Regions from separate parts of the Macaca mulatta genome. Here region 2 is linked to region 1. The links are chromatin contacts, called in public Hi-C maps. All regions are on one chromosome and are shown on one strand. Each heading gives the region's core, a stretch centred on a gene start, on an enhancer-like site or on the middle of the called end of the contact. The rest is flanking DNA. Distances are from core to core; before and after follow the strand shown.

Region 1 (3,687 bases), core at 560-3,059:
AATCAGGTGTCTTTGCCTGACCCCTGACACTGGCCAGGCCACAAGGATTAAGGAAACAAGCTTGATCAAGGCATAAAACGTCAGTCTCTCTGAACCTCATTCCTCCCAGCTCTCTCCACCTGAATTCCTTCTGCTATACAGCCTCTCCCGTTCTGCCTCTTCCAATTTTCCTTTTCATCATTTATCCTTTCCTTCCCCTCTACTCCCTCTTTCTTCCCCACTTTGTTGTATAGACGTTTGAGTATGCGATTCCCTCAGACCTTATATTCTTAAGTTTTCTTTTTCTTCCACCAGGGGTCGGCTTTGTTTCTTTTTTCCAAGACTGATGCGGCTCCCATACTGCCAGAGATCTTACTTAGTCCAGAAACAGCCTTTTGTGGGAGGTGTGGGAGATGCCGTGGTCAGGCCAAGGGCGAGATGAGCCTGGGGGTCGGAGTTGCCCGAGTGGAGACTGGGGACTCCACGGGGGAGGCTGGAACCCCCTGTGCCACAAATAAATGCTCGTTCTCCACCACATGTGAGGCATTTGAATAGGAACAAGTCTCCCGTGTTGGGAATACCAGGAAGTGCTGGGGGACCGGCGAGGTCACAGCATCCAGGCTGCAATGCAAATGCCTAGGCGGTGCGCACGGCGGCGGTGATCCAAGATCCTGCCCCAAAGAGGGTCCCGCAGTCACCGCCCACTTCCAGGCGAGTTTGGGAGCCGAGGGACTTCGCCTGCTTGGGTCAGAGCCCAGGAGGTGGCGTGGTGGTGGTGGAAGGGCCTGAGCGTCTCAGCCCTGACGGCCTAGGCCAGGTTTATGCGCTGGGGCCAAGACTCAAAGGCCAAGGTCTGTGCCTCCAGCTGTCCCACCAGCCAGCCAATGTACTAGGCGCAAGCAACCAAAGCCCACTCCCCTGCGAACCCAGGATGGGACATTCATCTCCAAAAGCCTTTTCTTCCTCTTACTCTGTTTCTTCTCATTTGCATCCCTCTGGCTGCAAACCAAGGGAGGCGCCCAAATATAAAAGTCAAGTCGAATTGAAAGCGTATGGCTTGTGCGCTCCCAACGCCCTCCCCCCTTTTTAAAATTGTGTTTCAAAACAACATGGTGACTTTTGGACAAGATTTTTCTATTTCGCCCACACCACAATAGAGATGCAATGAATGCTGCTGGTGAAATGTTTGGCTGTGTCAAATTCAGTCCCGCAGGCTGGCTTGGGCCAGCACTGGGGCTCCGCTTTGTGTTATGTTCACGGAGAAGATATTAATTAAAAGAAATACATGATTAAAAAGTAATGAGTTGAATAAAAATTATCTCAGCTCATTTTCTGATTATGTTAATTGTTAAAAACCCTTCAATCACGCCGTTGCAGTCAATGGGCTTTAATGTGAAATTAGTGGGCTCTTGATAACTTACAGTCCAGAATAATCCTGGCGGTTTAGTCATCATTCCTAATAACAAGGATGTTGCTAAGAACAGAAATTTTACATGATTTTGATACATTCAGCCCTTCCCCCCACGTCATTAAAAAAAAAAAAAAAAAAAAAAAGGTTTAGCCTGCCTGCGATTTCCAACTTCTCTTTCCATGGATCGACCGCGGCCTTGGCAAGGACTTGAGTCTGCGTTCCAGTCCCTTCCGCTCCCAGCGCGCACGCAGCCTCTCGCCTTTGCGTCGGCGGGTTGCTGGTTGCTGGTACCCGCTCAGCAGCTAGGAGCCTTGGGGAACCCTAGCTCGTAGCTTCCCCGCCTGGCGAGGCCAGAGTGCCAAGTTGCTCACTAGGCTGTGCTGAGGGATGAGGGGAGAAAAGAACGGAATTCGCAGCTACGAGGGCTAGAGGGACGGCGCGGCTGCTTGGGGACGGGTCGCCTAGCGGTGGGCGAGTAGGGCTGTGCGTCGTTGTGCGCCCGCGGGGTTGCAGGATGGGGCAGGCCGAGTTGTGACGCGTGTGTGTTTGTGTGTGCTCGCCTCCAGATTGCGCGCTTTCGGGGCTTTGGATGCCAGGGATCTTGAGGACCCATCCAAAGCCCCGAGGGGGCGGAGGCTCATGCAAGCCAGGGAAAATGTCCCCTAAGCCCCAGAGCCTGGGCTGCGCTCGCGACAAAGTGCCTAATGCAGAGTAGGCTCTTAATAGGTTTGCCTTGGATCTAAACGAAAGCTAGTGAAATTCGTACATAATTCTAATGAAAGATGACGGCCGGGTGTTCTCAGCAGCCCCTGGCCCTCACAGGGCGACCTGAAAGTTCCCACTCTACCCGAAACGAAACTCAGAGCCAAGGTGGGGGCGAAGGCCGGGTAATGCACTGATCGAGGGTGAGGAGGGATGTTTCATATCCTTTTCCGACATATCTCACGACAAAAGACCTTTCAGTCTCTGAGCCAAGGAAAGAAACGTCGCACACCCTCTATTTTGACTTCTTAGGAAACACAATGCCTCTCAAATTGGGCCTGCCAGAAAGGTGTGACCCGGGAGGGTTGTGGAGTCCTCGGACCTTGGGCGGGTGTGGGTGACGGGACTGCCCGCGGCCAGAGGATAGGTTCTAGGTCTCAGTCCGCTTGGTGCTGGACGTCGAGGAACCCAAAACTGTCCACTGGAGGCGCCTTGACGCCTTGGCCAACGAGGGCTGCTTCTGCACACTCGAAGGGACTCAAGCCCCATTTTTCTCCCAAGAGAACTATGTGAGGGAAATTGCATTTCCCGAGGTCTGTCTGAAATTACACATACACATACACATACACAGCCTATAGATACTGGTATGCAGAAAGGTGGGGGCTGAAGGGGTGTGGGGGGGGGAGAGAAGGAATGAATTATTCCCAGAACATGAGGCTCTGTGTCTCAAAATGCCTTCCTCCGACGCTTCCACCTTTAAGACTACCTGGATGGGGTGGGGGGCTGGTGTTTTAAAAATTGTCTTTCTATTTCTCTGGCCCCTTTACAAGACAAATTTCTTTTAAACACTTTTAAATATCTGTATTTTCCACCTTTCCAAGCCCCAACACTAAGGAGACTTCCCTTGGGATTGGGGGGCAATGGAGTCAGGGGCTGGCTGGGACGAGTCCCAAGGCTAATTCTCCTTGTTCGCCTATTTGCATCCGCTGTTAGGCTGAGGATCATTTTAATAAATAACAATGAACAGGAATGGCATCTAGAGGGCTTGTCGGCAACATTTAAAAGCCAATAGAGTTTATAATTCTACTCTATCATTTCTTATTGATTAGAGTAATCAAGATAAAAAGCTAGCCGGGCTCGGAGAACTTCAGCAGCATATCATTAAAGATAAGAGTCAGTTAATTCTGGAGCTGGGGTAATGTGGCTGAAATGAAGAGTTCATTTGCATGAGATGCTGAGCCCAGTAACAAGGGGACAAAAATCACTAATTAGGATTGCAGAGTGTCGGCCTCTCGGAAAGCACCCTTTCCAGACTGCGGACCAAGCGGAGATTCGCGTTAATGTAAATCTGGGGAGGACTAAAAGCTCTCACTGGCTTTGTAGAAGGAGACAATCACTCCCGCCCTCTACCACGGCCTCCCCGGCCCAGGCAGCCCAACTGGGGCGGGGACGGGGTTACTCGGGTCGGATCCCCTTTTCTTCCCTGTCTATCCTACCCCCACTCCCGCGGCCACGAGAAGGCGTCCCACCCACCCTCTTAGGGGGCACGTGGGCGAGTGTCTGGTGGCCGGGTGAGTGGAACCCGCCGCCCAGTC
Region 2 (3,687 bases), core at 585-3,084, 51 kb after region 1:
GCTGCGCCCTCCCAGGGCTCGGGGGACTCCAGCATTCACTTGCACGCACAGGCAAACTCTGATTGAAAGCCGGGGATGACACTGAGTCTGGAGAAAGAGGGACCGGGGGTGGGCTGGCGGAATTGCAGAGCGGGGGCCACAGCTCCCCTCCCAGCTAACGTCGAGCGGAGGGCGGGAGGTGTAACCTCTGACCTCTGGCCGGGCCCACGCCCTGAGCAGAGACTGGGAAGCTCTTGTTCGACAAGTTCAAGCTGCCGAGAGAGCTTAAATAGAATTAATCTCTTAGAGATCGGGGATCATCGCTCCCTCGGCATGCGCTCTCCCAGCACTGCGCACAGAGCAAGGCGCGAGAGAGCTCAGGAACCGCGGGAAAGCAAACGGAATGGGGCCAGGGTAAGGGATGAGACCCGCTCTTCATGATCCCTCCGCCCGGAGAGCCGGAACCCGCGATGCCCGCAGAGGACAAGCCGCGGGAGGGAACGCTCTGCCCTCCTGCCGCCCCGGTGCAGATAATGGAGCCGACAAGAGATTCGTTCAGCGTCGGATGGGCCAGCTCCGCTTGGGGAAGCTGGCGGTACCCTCCCCTCAGCTGGAGACCAAACCCACCTCGCGAAGGCCGAAGGAACGCGCAACCTCCGGAAGACCCCATCCTCAGCCCTGACTTTCCGTAGATATGTGCAAAATGAGTAAATTACTCACCTCGGGCCAGATCCAAGTTTTACCCAACAGAAGGGGCACGGGACCAAGAATGAACCAACTCACATGGCCGTGACCGGCGCGCACAATCACACGCCAGCACAGAGCCACCCAATTTCTTCCGCGAATCTATCTGGCACTCTGGAGAGAGGGGGAAAAGCGTTTTGAGAAAGCCCCGTCACCCCTCCCCTTCCTTCTTGCCGTGAAATATACGAATTCATTTTTATTACGAGCCGCACCGTCCTCACCATCACGCACGCACAGAGCCACACTCCCGTATTCACACTTTCTAACTCGTAAGCTCCGAGAGCGCCTGCATTTTCTTTGGGAGCCGCTTGGAGGTTCATTAATATCATTAGCATTTAACCCCCTCCCTCTTCCCATCCCCTCCCCGCACATGGCTGACGTCAGACCCCGCCAGGAGTTGGGGGAAAAGCTAAGTGGGCCAGGGACGCCCTATTCCCCTCCCCGCGGCTGCCTGTCAGAGCGCTTCTGGAGATATTACAGGGGACCCAGCCCGCAGCGACAGGCACAAAGTCACGGGGTAATGAACTTCGGGGACCCTTCGCCGCTGCGTGCGCGGCTCTCCCCGGAAACCCGGACCTGGCCGCCTCTTCCCTCGGAAGATTTCCCAGCAATCTAGTTACCCCACTCTGCGCTCGGGTTCCGGCAGCGCGGAGCCCGTCTGCCTCTGAGACTGCGGTTGTGTTTTCCTTCTTTCCTTGGGAGACCAGCGGTCGGCAGAGATTGCCCACACTCTGCATACCTATGTAGAGGGAGAGATTGAAGACTGAGTGACAGGAATGGGGAAAAAGAGGGATTTCGCTCCGTAGGAAGGCCATTTTCCTGTCTCCATCTCTGTCCTTCAACATCCCTCTCTTGCTGTTCTCCCTTCTTCCTCAGTCTTCCTGTCCATCTTTTCATCTGTCGGTCCATGTGTGTGTCCATATCAAGCAGCATTCCCAGCAGCTGCGGTTTTGCAAGAGCCGGGAAGAAACTTAAGGATGCTTAAATTTCTACTGTGGAACGAATTCTGAGCGCCCAGGGAGCAGCGCAGCGCGCGACTGACACCCACCTGTCCTGCCCAGGAGCCTTGCAGGCTGGAGGGCGGCTGGAGAGCGGCGGCGCCGAGCGGCGAGGCGGGCGCTGCCGGCCGGGACTCGGGCAGCGCCCACCAACCGCTCCGCCCCGGGACAGCCAGCATGAGCAAGCCGGCCGGATCAACAAGTGGGTACCTCTCCGGCCGCCGTGGGGCCTAGACGCGCAGCCTGGGGCGGGCGAGCAGGGAGGCTGGGGAGGTCCTGCCTGGAGCGCTGCGACTCCGAGCCCCGGGACTCCAACGGGCGTGTGCGTTCGGCCCAGCCCTGTAGACCGTGAGTTGGAGCATTTCGTGGTGAGGGGAGAGCTGTTTCGTTGCCTCTGGATTGCTTGATCCCCCCTGTCTGGTGCGGTGAGAAGGTTACGACCCGCGCAGCCCACCAGTCGGATGAGTTGCCTACATTTAGCCGCCAGGTGCTGGGTGGGGGGAGCCATGGGGGCGGGAACTGGGCCGCAGTTTCAGGCAATAGCACAATAACACACTCGCTCAAAACTCCGAGCTCCAGCGCGCAAAAGCAACTCTGTGCAAAGCGGATTTTGAATGGAATGCTTTGCACCCCGTTTCTAGCTATTTCAAATAATCCTGCAAACTGGGAAGCAGAAACAATTTAAAAGTCACATTTTCCTTAATCCTAAATCCGCGTAGGTCATAACTGGGGAATTTAAAGTATGGCGAACCACTCTAGCAAAGAGAGGACCAAATCCCTAATCCCAAGGACTTTTCGAGCCGGAGCCCAGCAGAGGCAGGAGTGCTCGGCCTGCTCACTCCGTGCGCTTCTCTCCTTCCTCGAACTTCCTTAGTTGCCGGCTCTCCGAACCCCAGGCCGCAGCTGACCTCTCACCACCCCGAGACTCAGGAGCGCCGGGCTAAGTGTGTGTGCGAGGGCATTTGCTTGCACCGTGCCTGCGGAACCCAAGAATGTGCAGGCCCGAGCCAGCGCTGAGCAGGCGCAACCACGGTGCTCAGATCTCCCGGGGGCATTTCAGTTCCCGCCATCCCGTGGCCCACGGCTGAGGGCTCCAGGGTCTGAGGCTGGGGACGACCGTTGCCGCCGCAGTCCCCATATCCCGAAGTTGCCCTGCTGCCGGTGTTGTTTTCGCGGATAGCATTTTTGGCGCTCTATGCGTTCCTTCCCGCCCCCTCCCCCTTTCACTCGCCCTCATTGTCCTGAGTCTTTGAAAGTTGGGAGAATCGGAGATACTTCTGAGGACTGGTAATGAAGTCTCACTTAAGTGGGATGCAATTCCCGCCCTCCTACCCCCTTCCAAGAAGGAGGTTGTGTTTTCACTTTGTCCGTTGGTTTTGCTTTGGGTGCTGATCTTTTAAAAATTAGAGTAAAATGAACGTGAACAAAAAGAGAAGGAGAAATGTTTCGAGCTGGGGCAGAGGGAGCAGAGAAGGAGCCCTAACCGCGGCCTGAATGCAGAGCGGACCCTGGCGCAGGACTGAGTTTCCCGTTAGGCTCGGGCCTACTCTGACCCTCGCTGTTGGAATTTCCAGGAGGCAAAGCGACCTCGATTTTTGTTGCCCGCATTCCCGGGCGTGAGTGTCCTTCCCAGGAGGTACAGGAGGCCGTTTCTGTTGCATTCTGAGCCTCCATTGCAAAAACTGAAGCCCGCGGGTCTCGGCAGGCCTCCTAGCTCGCTCGCCCCGGGACAGGCCCTCGCCTACACCCCTGGAAGTAAGGAGCACCGGGCTCTTTCGTCCATTTCAGGGTGCGGAGCCGCTGGGGCCCTTGAAAGGTGAGGCCTCAGAGGCGAGGGAGGGGTGAGCGGGGAGCTCTGCCCGCCTGCGGCTGCGCCCCTGCTGTGGACTAGGAGGCAGGCCAACCCTCCAGACTTTGGGGGAAAAACCACAGTGGGCTCATTGCGGAAACTTTGGCCGTTCCAACT

What was found. A called contact is a pair of places that touch in the nucleus more often than the background predicts.
Region 2: a Hi-C map of fetal cortical plate shows a contact between it and region 1, with 1.6 times the contacts expected there. The contact joins the promoter of NR2E1 here to the enhancer-like site in region 1. A contact is called at or near these places in 4 of 14 Hi-C or Micro-C datasets (blood, cortical neurons, fetal cortex germinal zone and 1 more).

What each region holds. Positions count from the first base shown.
Region 1 is chr4:13,225,967-13,229,653 of T2T-MMU8v2.0, forward strand. No RefSeq gene overlaps it. Among named protein-coding and RNA genes, the nearest start is that of OSTM1, 43 kb to the left of the region's middle. Within about 2 kb of position 1,810, at least 5 of the 40 cell types and tissues checked have an H3K27ac peak or open chromatin away from gene starts, as enhancers often do. A contact at or near this core is called in fetal cortical plate, where this site is marked.
Region 2 is chr4:13,277,437-13,281,123 of T2T-MMU8v2.0, forward strand. It overlaps NR2E1 (nuclear receptor subfamily 2 group E member 1), which reads left to right and starts at 1,835. Exons shown (of 9, transcript NM_001265967.2): 1 at 1,835-1,923. The coding sequence starts at 1,899.